Regions from separate parts of the Dromaius novaehollandiae genome. Here region 1 is linked to region 2. The links are chromatin contacts, called in public Hi-C maps. All regions are on one chromosome and are shown on one strand. Each heading gives the region's core, a stretch centred on a gene start, on an enhancer-like site or on the middle of the called end of the contact. The rest is flanking DNA. Distances are from core to core; before and after follow the strand shown.

The links. A called contact is a pair of places that touch in the nucleus more often than the background predicts.
Region 1: a contact with region 2 is called in a Hi-C map of brain, with 2.3 times the contacts expected there. The contact joins the promoter of YWHAQ here to the promoter of TAF1B in region 2. A contact is called at or near these places in 2 of 4 Hi-C or Micro-C datasets (brain and liver).

What each region holds. Positions count from the first base shown.
Region 1 is chr3:17,479,736-17,486,432 of bDroNov1.hap1, forward strand. YWHAQ (tyrosine 3-monooxygenase/tryptophan 5-monooxygenase activation protein theta) reads left to right here and starts at 3,880. Exons shown (of 6, transcript XM_064508472.1): 1 at 3,880-4,037; 2 at 5,247-5,630. The coding sequence starts at 5,337. LOC112981526 (a long non-coding RNA gene) reads right to left here and starts at 3,505. Exons shown (of 3, transcript XR_010388192.1): 1 at 3,198-3,505; 2 at 332-2,061; 3 at 1-196.
Region 2 is chr3:17,332,213-17,338,462 of bDroNov1.hap1, forward strand. TAF1B (TATA-box binding protein associated factor, RNA polymerase I subunit B) reads right to left here and starts at 4,980. Exons shown (of 15, transcript XM_064508471.1): 1 at 4,860-4,980; 2 at 3,973-4,071; 3 at 3,358-3,445; 4 at 1,354-1,451; 5 at 965-1,060; 6 at 204-336. The coding sequence starts at 4,874.

The DNA.
Region 1 (6,697 bases), core at 2,630-5,129, 150 kb after region 2:
TTTGGGGTTGTTGGTTGGTTTGTTTACCTTAATTCACTGTGCCATGTGTCTGTTTTGCAATATACCATCCTCACTTGCCATCAACTCGGTGCACAGGACAGGCCTGATATGGTGACTAGGTCGGGAAGCTGTTGTCTGCAGCATTTCTACCTCACTTGCTGCAGAGATGAAAGGCATGTGATGGAGGAGGCAGGATCTGCCAGAACAAAAGGAGAGTCTTATAGTTACGACAGATGACTGAAGCTCTAGAAAACTGGATTCCAACTCTGTCCTAAAGTTCGCATGTAATTCTAAGGAATTTGCATTACACATTTCCCATTGTCTCCCCTACCTCATTTAAGTAATCTGTGGCATGAGTTGCAGAGATGCTGAACCTGCAGGTACACCTGAAGTCAGTAGGAGGTGGACTTTCAGTATACGTCAAATAGTATAAAATGTTTTCTACTCTGGAAATGAAGGTCTTCAGTTTCTTCATATATGTATCTAGAAGTGCTGATATTTTTAATTTCCTGGATGTAAGATATGATAACACCATCCATTTCATAACCGTGTTACAAAGTCATTCATGTTTAGTAGAGCAACAGCACTCCTGAAAAGCCTTAAAGGAAATTAATAATTTTAGATTCAATGAAATATAATGCTGTGCAGTAAACTGTACATTAAAATATACACAAAGTAAGCATTAAAAGAAATATTTAATAGAAACACAGAATTGGAAAGCTTCTGGACTTTAGTCTACTGTTATCTCAGGCAACTACACCACACAATCCTTCTCATAAGCTGTCCACCTTCAGAGTAGGTGGGCTTCTTGCTCTCAATAAGAGAAAGCTGTTCCACAACCCCATTGCTCTGAGAAGCCAGGATCTTCTAATTCTTGGCCTAAATTCATTAACAGACAGTTTATACATATTTGTCTTCAATTTAAATCACAATTGTCCAATCTTGTTGTTTACTCCTTTTGAGACATCAGACCTCCTCTTAGCCTTTACATTGCTAAACTAAAGGTAAGAAATTATTCTAGCCTCCTCTCAGAAAAGCTCTCCAAAGAACATTATCCCCACCGTGAGACAGGGTTCCTCTAGGGAAACTAGCATTGTCATTAAAGACCATATCATGATGCAGTCTTAAGGCACATAAATCTACATGACCCCAATTTGAAGAGACCTAGACAGCAGCCACAACACATAATAGGTCTGAAGCCAGACACACAGGCCATGCAGCCGACCTGCACACGTATAGTAGACTCTACAGGATACCTGCAGCTAAGTCCAGACTCATCGCACAGCTGTTATCAAGTCCTCTGTGCCTATGACTTGCTATGCCCAGCACTTCCCATTTTTTTTCATGATGGTCCTGCATGTCTTAATGCAAGCCTACAATGGGTGGGAGAGATGTGCAAACTAAATTGTATGGCAGACTGTAATTCTAATATCGTCCTAATTTTTGAGGAGAAACAGTGAAGGAAGTAGTCTTGATTAGGTCCTCTTTGCTTTTGATTAGGTCAGATTTGCTCCAATAAAATCCATTTATCCATGCTTTAGAGGTGGAATAGTTTCTTTTATCTCTGATGGAGACACAACATTAACCCAGAAAGCTTCTGTGGTGCAATTGGTCAATTTTGATTTAGTTGTTCTTTCTTACCACTTTCACTTCATATGTAAACGGAGGTGATCATGAGGCACTTAGGTGAAAATGAGGGAATATCCTATTGACAACGAAGAACAAAAAGGCAACATAAAACTGTAGCAAGTTGCCAGGACAGTAATTTCTGAGATAAGTTATATATTTCCATAAGGCTTTATGACAGAATTTCATTAACTTTGAACAGGGTATTATCAATAGGTCCTTTGCTATAATGGAATAAATGCCCGAACTTACATGACAAGGACAAATAATGGATTCTTCACAGCATAGACCTAATTTCCACATATATAATCTCAGTTCTAGTCCAAACAAAGATCAAGAACTTTATGAGCTGAGACAATATCCTGAGGTTGATTCAGAGAATTCATCATCCCATCTGGACGCTGAAGTTGCTGAACATTACTATATTTGGCAACGCTGAAATCAAAGGTGAGAAATTTCATCATTTCAACAGAGAGACTTTGTACTGCACAGACATTTGTGAACCCAAACTAGCCTAAGGCCTGACAGGCAGTATCTGATCCACACCTGGATTTTGTATGCTGAATGTTGTGGCAAATAACACGAACCCACTATCTCTTTACCACTTCCTTCCAGACTCAGGCAGTGGAAGTCTAGAAAAAATCGTGCTAAAGCATGAAGACCACCATCCAATTAGCATTTTGAAAACACATGCAACAATAGTTGCCTCACATTTATTAATTCATGGATGGACAGCATTTTATTATCCACTAGGTAAAAGCACAAACCTAAAATTCTAATCTCTGTCCATTGTACCTCTGACCTCCTGAGAATTAACTCCAGATGGAACGAAGGAAAAAAGGCAAATATACTGATCGTTGCTTAAGCCAAACACTTGCCTTCCCCTGCCCTGGGCCTCATGATCACAGCAATATCACATCTTTAAAACTCAACCTTCCTCTCACCCAGACCTTAAGGGCAAAGCACAGTCACAATAGTTTCATAGTGACTTAGAAATGGCTTTTGAAAAATCTGTCATTGAGAATACTGCATGTCAGGATATGAGTCTCCAGCACCAGAGCAACTACTCCTGACAAAAAGAAACTCCTCCAGACTTATCATTAGGTTAAGAAACAGGGAGGAATGCATGACAGACCTTATCGATTCTTTCTTCTCCCTGGCCTAAGGACGACACACCTCATCCCAAACCAGTTGTTCCGAAAGGGCATCATAACTCCCTTCGTCAGAGCTACCTCACTCTCACCAGACCATTATCCTCCTGCCTCTACCGTGAGAGCGAGACGCAGGCCTACGTGTCCGAGACCAGGGAGAAAGCCAGCCACCATGGCCCGCTCACCCTGGGGAAAGGGGAGCATCCCGTCGTGCAAGCGCACGCTTCTAACACTGCTCCACCGACGCCGCCAAATGGAGCCTCAGCAGCCTGAGCCAACCGCTGCTGGCGCTGGCGACCACCAAAAAGTCGCCCCAAAGCCCCCATTTGCTGCATCTCCCAGCACCGGTGCCGCACCCACGCCTCCGCCCCCCAGTGCGCCCTGGCACCTCGCCCACACGGCCCTCACGCGCCCTCTCACCCCCCCGCCCCCCAGCGGCGCCGCTTCCCAGCCCGGCCACGGCCGGGGGGCCGCGGGGCCCTGGGCGGCTCCCGCCCGGCGGGTGCCGGGGGCCGAGGCGAGCGGAGGGGAGCCGGGTGGGGCGCCTCGGGCTGCAGGCGGAAGAGCGGCCGCGGCCTTCTCGGGAGGCGGAGGGGGCGCGGGGGGGGGGGCGGCCCCCGCCTGGCGGCCCCCTCGCGGAGCCCCCGCCCCGCCGCCAGCGCGACCCCGCCCCGGCCGGCGCCTCCCGCCCGGCAGCGCCCGGCCGCTTCCTCCGCTCCCCTCCCCCCGCGGGCGCGCGCCGCGGCCCCTCGCGCCACCAGGGCCGCCCCCCCCGCCGCACGAGCCGCCCCGGCCGCGCCCCCGCACTGTCTCGTGCCGCGACAGAGCCCGGACTGCCGGGGAAGGGGGGGTGCGGGGGGAGGGGGAACGTGCCAGCGCGGGGGGGGTGGAAGGGGTTGTAGCAGCATCACCATGGCGACAGTGACGTCATCTCACCCTGGATCTAATTGGAGGAAACCCCGTGGCCCCAGCCGCAGCCCACGGGCCAACCGAGCTTGTGCCCTGCCTGCGCTCGCCCCCGCGGCGGCGCGCTGCGCTCAGATTGGCTGCCGCGGCGCGAAGGGGCGGGGCCGGGCGCGGAGGACAGGCTCTGATTGGCCGCGTGGGCGCGGGTTGAGCAGCGGGTAGGCTTGCCTGTGCCAACGCCCTTTAGCGCTGGCTCTTGCCTGGGACGGGAGCGGCTCTTTCTCTCCGCCACAGCCCCGAGCGAGGCAGCCGATCCGGTGGCGCCAGCCGGCCCGGCCTAGCGCGCGGACTCAGGTGAGCGGGGCGCCGCGCGCCTGGCAGCGGGAGCGGGCTCCGCGCCGCCGCGTCCTCCATTTTGTGAGCGAGGCGTGCGAGTCCTCGGCGGCCCCGGGGAGCGGGAGGTGCAGCCAGCCAGCGCCGCCATTTCGCACCCGGCGGGGCCGCCGGCTTCCTCTTTCCGCCCTGCCGCCGCGGGGACGGCCTCCGGCGCCCTCGCCGCTCACTCCGCCGCCCCCTCGCCCCCCCGCTGTCCCTGGGGACGCGGCCGGCCGCGGTGTGGAGCCGCCGGGCCCCCGCCCAGGCCGAGACCCCACCCACTGCCGTGCCATAGTGTTCCCCGCCCGCCCGGGAATGCGGAGCCGCCGCCGCCGCGCCCCCCGCGGCGCTGGGGGCCGCCGTCCTGGGGCTGGGGCGCCGCGGAGGCGGGGAGGCCGGGTCCCTGTGGCGCTGCGCCCCGCCGCCAGGAGGCGAAGCTGCCCGGGGCCGGCGCGGCGCGGGGCCCCAGCCCGGCCGCCCCGCCCCGCCCGGGCCTCGCCCAGGTCCCTCGGCCTCCCCCGCCCCGCGGGTCTCCGCGAGCGGCGCCCGGGAGACACGGGCCTCCTCGCCAAGCTTCCCGCCCCGCGCGTGTCCCGGGCTCCCCTCGCTTTTCGCCGGTTTATTTTTGAACCCTTCCTTGCGTTCCCATTGGCAAGCTTATCGCGTTTATTCATTTATTTATTTATTTTTCGCTGGTCCCAGCCTCTTGTGATGGCTTTGGCGTACCCCATCCTTCTTCAGCACTCACCTGCAGGGTGAATGGTGTGCTGAGGATGGACTTCGGGTGGCTAGGTATCTTTCTCAAGGCCCTCGTTAAGCAGCATGTTAATATGTTTGCTTGGGGCAAAGAAGGAAAGCAGGGTGAGGACAAAAAGCCAGCTGTGAGAAGATAGCTATTTCCAGTTCTTGTTCTTTAGGCTGCTGTCCTCTGGGTAGAGCTGAGTGTGCCTTCCCCAGTTCAGTTTCTAGGTTGTAATTTCCCTGGGGGTGGGCCCTTGAGACTAGTGCCTCTCCCACTAGCTCTACATGGAAGAGCAGGATGCTGCCAGTCCTTCAATCCAGGAGATGCTCCTGGAGATGGGGAAGAGGATACAAGACTTGCTACAGTCTTAGTTGTGAGGCGCAGCATAAGATCACATTCTGTATCACTTGAACCCAGAATCATGTTTACTGTCTTTTTTCTGGCAGGTTTTGAGGGCGTTCTCTTCTTGAGAGTGTGACATCCCCGGCTTCTCCTGCTCTTGCTACTATACCGCTCTCGCCCCTCTGCCAGCCACCATGGATAAGACCGAGTTGATCCAGAAAGCCAAGCTGGCTGAGCAAGCTGAGCGCTATGATGATATGGCCACCTGCATGAAGGCAGTAACCGAGCAAGGTGCTGAGCTGTCCAACGAGGAGCGCAATCTGCTCTCAGTGGCCTACAAGAACGTAGTGGGGGGGCGGCGCTCTGCCTGGAGGGTCATCTCTAGCATTGAGCAGAAGACAGACACCAGTGACAAGAAGATGCAGCTTATCAAGGACTATCGGGAGAAGGTGGAGTCTGAGCTCAGGTCCATCTGCACCACGGTGCTGGTGAGTGGGAATTTTCTTTTTTTTTTTTTTTTGTCTTCTTGTGTTTGAGAGAAACAAAGTATTCATGTACGCTGCTGTACTGAGGAAGGACTGGGAAGCTGGCTGAGGAATGTCATGTGTAATATAATGCTGGGGTAGGGGAAGTCAATGTTGTAACTTCTGCAACTGTTGTGAGGGTTAGTGTAAGGAGGAAGATCATCTGTGCTGCAGAGCACATACAGAGGTATTTGAGATCCACATGCAGTATTGCTCTATGTAATTGCAGAGTCACAGAGACTTGGTCTCATGTCAGTTTGCACTGTGGTTAGTAAGCTTATCTATTTATAAGATAATCTGAAAAGAAAATGAGATCTTTTTTTTTTTTCTTCAGATCAGAGCCAATAAATTGTTAAAAGCATTTAAAGTAACTGGGTGTGTGTTTCTTTCACTTACTTTTTCTTGCAAAGAAAAGAATTCTCTAGAGGGTTGTAAGAGACATTTTGAGAATTTTCTTTTTATATAGAAGTGTGAGTTTTATAAAGTAAAACATCTTTACTGAGGATAGAAATTGGCCTTGTCACGTTCAAGTTGACTTTTCAGTGGATCTTTACAATGAAGTTGCTGTAGATATCGAATAATGTAAGACCAAGGTTTAAAGACTGACATAACACACCTGAGCAGGCAAAGAAGCCCAGGAATACAGAATTTGCTCTATAAGCTGCAGAATTCCAGGTGCTATTGATAGTGAAAGTACACTGCACTGTGGTGGGGGCTGAATGTGTGTTGCCCTGTTCTACATGATCAGGGAGTTCTGGCTGCAGAAAGCTGGACATACGTAATGCACTAAGAATTGTGTGGCACACAATCTTTAGTGGCTTTATTACACCTCAGTTAAAATACCTTTGGTGTCTAGTATTGCAAACGCAAGAAGAGGAAGAAGCAAGTCTATAAGGAAATAAACATTTCTTTAGGCAGAAGAATCCTGAACTGGGTTAGGAGACCTGAATTTAAAGGTGGCCTGTTTGGAAGTAACTGAATTTGCTTCTTGATTCTGGCTCATGTACAAGGGGGTACTTCTTTCTTGCTGA
Region 2 (6,250 bases), core at 3,730-6,229:
ACATTCATCTCCTTGGAGGAGGGGGGGAAAAAAAAGTGTCTTCTGGCAGTATAGAAAGTACTCTAGTGGCAAGTAGGACTAAAAACTCCACACTTTCCAACAACAGGTCAACAAGATCTTCCAATTCATACTACGTGAATACATTTAAAATATATATAACTACACAAAAAAGGTTTCTAGATATTTCAGTTCATTGTTCCTACCTGAGACTTTGCCAATCGATGAGCCAAAGCTGCAATCAGTCAGTAGATCCCCATCACTTTCAGAGAAAGATAACAAGTGCAGAAGGCTGGGTCTCTCTGGTTCACTATCCACATCTGTACTGCTATCACATCCCTGTTTTGTGTAAATAAGTCAGTATTATCTAGCGTTCTTTGCTGTTTTAATCTGAAGAAACCAAGTAAAGTCTGATAGGTCTGAGATCAACAGTCCATGAAGTTTAAACCAGAACTGCTCACATTTTTACTTGTTCTATCAATCACCAGTAGTTTAAAAAAATCCTGCAAAATATATTCTTATTTTTAAGGATTTCTCAAGATGAGAAAGATCCCTAGTGTTCATGCTGCATTCCAGTCTGCTATAGTAACCAGAAAGCAGACAATATATAGAATCAAACTTCGATGAAAACTTGAGGAGTAACTTGAGGAGAGTGGGGGGGTAAATGACAAGAGATGATGACACAGTTTGTATTATAATTTCTGCTCTATCTGCTCATAGAACAGTATGGTCTACCTATGCCAGAACAAAGCAGCATTTTTAACTAAGCAGTTTTCTATACTCAGAGAAGTATCTTTTTTCTTAAAAATAGGAAAAAACAAAATAGATATTTGGAATCCAGTTTAGAAGACATTCTTCACGCTGAAGCGACATTAGTGCAAGTTAGATATATAGCTTGAACGAAAACCTCTGTTGTTGAGGTTTAAAAAATAGGCAACTGCTCACGGGATTTGAGCTTTTCACTTACTGATAGTACTTTGATAGCTTCCCCAGCTGGTCTGTTACAGTATGCTTGTTGGCTCTTCTGAAGGTAACGCCTCCAAAAATTGCACAGAATTTCATCCTGATAAATATAAATAGACAACGATTAGTCCAAAAGTATACAAGTTCATTAATTTCTGAGAGAACAGACTGTAATTTACAATTCTGGAATCTGAAAAATGTTCTGGCTCCAATTTTATTAACTGGGATTTATAAACTATGTTTAAAGTTACCAGGGAAACTAAGTTTGTTTTCACATGCTCAATGCTTTTTAAAAAAAAGTTATCTGACCCACTTTAAAAATCATAATCTTTTTAAATAACCCTCACCGTTACTCACTTACAGTGTGTCCACCTGACCTTGAAGTCTACATACCTTCATTTGCGGACATATTCCTAACGCTTCCAAAGCTTCTGCTTGTTTCTTGAGTACAAACTGAAAGCCTTCACAAACATACCATTCCCAGCCTTCATCTACGTAACAGAAGACAAAGTTTGTTTATTTGGTTTTTTAACTTTTTGCACACTTATTTGCACATAATATTCTGTTGTCTTGGTACCAGGACTAAGATGTAGCTCTGTATTTAATAATTTCAGGTCCTGGAGCAAAGACCAGCTCCAGTAGGCCAAATATCCCAGCAACTCATTTATTTGTAGTCTTAAATAAGAATAAAACTATTGAACAAGAGCTGTTCTCCACACATTTTCCAAGAATAATATATTTCACTATAATTTCTAATGTGACACTTGTAATCCAGTGGAGAGTGAAGTTTTAAAATCACTAAAAACCTGTCATAAAAAAAAAGTATTATCATTTCTCTCCCATCCCCAGCACAGAAAACTGGAACACATTAAAGTGGTGAGTCAGGCAAAAAAACAAAACAAAACAAAAAAACAAGCAATATCACTGTGTTCTTCAACGTTCTTTCCCACTGAACCATACAAATTTAAATGAAAGAAATCTTCTCAGACATTCAGAGCTTCTAGCAAAGCTCAGCACAATATGAATCCCATATAGAACAGGCCTGCTCCAGTCTACTTGTTATCACCTCAGACTGTTACACATACTCTTCACCTTTAGCTCTCCATATATACAGCTCCTTTCTATAGGCTTTTTGGTCTTATGAATTTTCTCTGCATTTCTCAACTTCCTTTTCATTCCCACCATACCTATACTTCCTTATGTTTCCTTCCAATCTACTATTAGGTAATAAAATATCCTCCTTCCTTATCACGTATTTCAAATGTCTGCTTTAGTAACTCCCCTTGAACCTCACCATCTTAAAACTTATCTGCCCAAAGTTTCTGTCATGCTTTAATGATGTTGGCTTTAACTGTTTACTGTAGATCTCGCTTACTCCTATACACATGGGGTAAACAAGCTGTAAGAGTATACTGTAACTGCACTCACAGAAGGAACTGACGGCATGAAGCTAAGGATTTCTTTTGAAGGAAGCTGGGGGGATGGCTAATGAGACCTCTCACAGGAGAAGTAAAAAGCAAGAAATGGTACAAGGCTCAGACTTTAGGAGCAAGACAGGATAAAGACAGGTGGAGCTGTTAACGTTGCTCCCTTTTCACACCTCCCTTCACCTTCCCACAATAGTTCTTTTCAAAGAACGCAGTAATCTGCTGTCATCACAGTACAGTGAAGAGACGTTAGCATATCACAAAGACAGATACCCCACGCTTTATTTAGCACTGTAATTTATTTTTGCTTTTTCAAGGGAAGTGACTACAACACTAAAACATCTATCCAAACATCTCAGTATACATAGTTTCAGCAGCAGCCTTACCATGACATCCTTATAGCATATTATCATATGTAATGACTACTATTCTTTTGAATCATGAAATAAAAAGCATAGAAGTAACTCAGGATGAAAGATGTAACATTTAACTACCATAACTGTATGAAAACTCTTACATGTAGGTTTGTGTGTAGATTACAGGGCCAAGCACCTGTAACACAATAGATTCTAAGAGCGGGACCACTGTTATACCTCACCTATGAGCACAGACAACTTTCCTGTTTACAGTCATCACAAGGAAGAAATAAAACGATCACCACAACTGAATGAATGCCACAGGTACCTTCAATGAGCATGGGCTCACACAAATACAACTGACAAAAGGTAACATATAATTATATTCAGTGGAAAAAACAAAGTTCTCAGAGGTCACTTGCCACTCAGGAAGTCACTGCAGTTGGACTGCTGAAGGTGCTGACAGTGTTTGTGGGGTGTACTATGTTCCTGTTCTTACAGTCTTCCCTAGCTATCTACTTTTGGCTAAGACATAATTTACTATGTGAACTTTTGATCTGACCCACTACAGTCATTCTTATTTATGCAAAACAGGGAGAGAAGGATATACATACCAGTTTTTTCCTGCTTTCTTAAACCTCTGGAGATCGTCTGGACTCTTGTGTTAGAAATAACATCAGTATTTACAACTTCTCTAGTTCTCTGCAAAACAGTAACATATGTCAGTAAGGAAAAGGCCAGGTCTAACTTGCACAGATTGCTCCATCATAAAACAATGGAGGAACTTGATCAAATCTCAAAATCGAAACCCAGAATAATTCACAAAACATTCTGAACCTTCTATTCAGGAAAAGCAAAAATAGAGAACTACCATCCTGGAAAGACAGGTGACATACATCAGGGTTTGTCTACATGGGCACTGCCATGAAGTGCAGCAACACCCACGCAACACTTCTTGTGCACCTACACTGCATACCGGCGCTCTAGCTACAGTAAAATGCTGTCTTAACCTAGTGCATTTTAAAACTTGTGAGTTTTCTGAAACTGGCGCTCTACATTTTGATTTGAAGTAATAGTAGTTTCAAACAGCATTAAGTAAAGCATGAAAATGGGAGATTGGCAATACTGCCTTCAACTTCTAATGCCAAGGAGCAAAATCGAACATTTTCTTAAAAACAAGAAACAACCAGAGAAATGCCCTTCCCAAAGACAGCAGCTTGGCTTTTTACCTCTATAACATTGTGGCAAGTTCTGCAATAAAATCTGCCTCCATCAGTGAGACCCCAGTTTACTTCTGAACACTGTACACAGCGTTCATGATAATCTTCCTAAAAGAAAAAAAGATTAGTTTCATATGTGTTCAAGTAGAACAAATAACACTATTACGGGCCTACTGCACAGCTTTTCAGATTACTTACAGAACAGAATATTTCTGCCCTTTATGTTAGCTGTAACTAAATAACGAGTAATCATAGCATTCACTGTCAGCTACAGATAAGAGAACAAATAACTTCTTCAGCTGACAGGCATCAAATTTTGTGTATGTGAGCACAAGGGAGTAATAATCTACACCTAGAACACATGACGTAAAAATAAAAATCAGAACTAGAAGAAGAGATGAAAAGTAGGCGGTGGGAGATGAAAGTAATGCCCTTCTGAACAGTGAAGAAATACGTGCCACGGCAGGAAGCCTGCACAGGTAAGTGGAGAGACATACCGCGGAAAAGGGAGATTACTCAGGGAAGTTATGGTGTCCCGCGGGCAGGCAGGAGAAAAGAGGGAAACCAACAGGGAAAACGTTTGCTGGAAGCACCCTAGGCAGGCGGGTTGGGGAAGGCAGCTGATTTCGGGGTCGGGCGGCGAAATTCAGAGCAGGGAGAGCAGCCGCCGCTGCCGCCGCGGGCTCCGGCGCCGGCACCGCCGCCGCCGAGGGCGGCCCCGGCCGGGCCCCGCCGCGGGCGGCTGCGGGCAGGGCACGGCCACGGCGCCGCCGCTGCTCCCCTGCGCCGGGCCGGGCCGGGCCGCCGCCGCGCTCCGCCAGCCTCCCCCACCGCAGCGAAACCAGCCGCCCCCTCGCCCCGGCCCCCCACCCGGACGCCGCCCGCCCGCCCCGCACCGCGGCCTCCTCCATGCCAGCACCGCCGCCCCGCGGCCTCCACCATGGCAACGCCGCCGGGCGCCGCGCCGCGGGCCGCCCCCGGAAACAGCAGCTCTCGCACTCGCGTTCCGGCCCCGCCGCGGCCCCAGGCCGCGTGTCTCGGGAGCCGCGCCGCGGATGCGCCCCCCTCCCGCTCCGCACCGTGCCCGGCGCCGTGGCCCTGCCCAGCGCTGCGCCCCGGGTGGCCTTGTCCGGGGGGCTCCCTCCCTTCTTCCCCCAGGTCCCCTCGCCCGGGAGCCGCCAGCCGGGCTGGCGTGGGGCCGAGAGGCCCCTGGGGAGACGTGGGGCGCTCCAGCACCAAGGGGCACGCGGCACTTTGCTGCTGAAGGGACGTGGGGCACTCAGACGCCGAGGGAACGTGAGGAGCTCCCCACGAGGGCGCTTCTCCAGGAGGGGACATGAGGCACCCATACCCTGAGGGGACATGGCGTCCTCAAACACTGAGGGGACATGAGGCACTCAGCCCCTGAGGGGACGTGTACTCAAGCACTGAGGGGACATGGGGCACCCAGGCCCTGAGGGGACATGGGGCCCTCAAGCACTGAGGGGACATGGGGCACCCAGACCCTGAGGGGACACGTACTCAAGCACCAAGGGAACATGGGGCACTTGAACACTGAAGGGACTGGGGCGCTCAGACACTGCAGGGACGTGGGGCACTTCCCTGCTGAGGGGAGGGGGACTGGAGAGGACAGAGGCCCCTCCACCCCCAAACTGCCTTGTCCCTCCCCACGGAGCTCCTGTGGCACCCTGGACTCGCACTGGGCGGACACGCGTGTGTTGTTACTGCTGCAGCTGTGCTGAGCTGCTGACAGGGGCACTATTATTCCTCCTGCAAAAGGAGACCATGACAATTCATTTAGCTGTGTAAAGTGCTTGGAGATTCTTGAATGAGGGAAACTATGATTTCAAGTCCACTTTCAATTAAAAAAACCCCAAACCTCCAAATCTTAATGTAGGTCTCTAATTTCTTGTATGCTAATAATAATGTTTAAAGATGTCTAAATACTGAGATTTGTTATTGCAAGGAATTTGCCCACAAAACTGGAGAACAGGTTTAGGTCCCTTAAAAAAAAAAAAGTCCACTAAGTGAAAGCATGGGAAAAAATTAAAGCTAAAATATACATAGAGAGAGGTGAGGCTCCCTTGACAGCTGTGGTTGCATTGATGTTGGAGCATACGTACAGAGCTAGAGGGGAACTCTTTATGTTCAAGAAAAAAGTTATTACTCATACCAACTGTGATCTTTTTTCAGTGTAGGATGAACATTTGTAACACCCATTAAAGAGAATTATGCATATAATTCCTGACATGCTAAAAAGGTGATTGTCAACCTCACAGAAACGTAG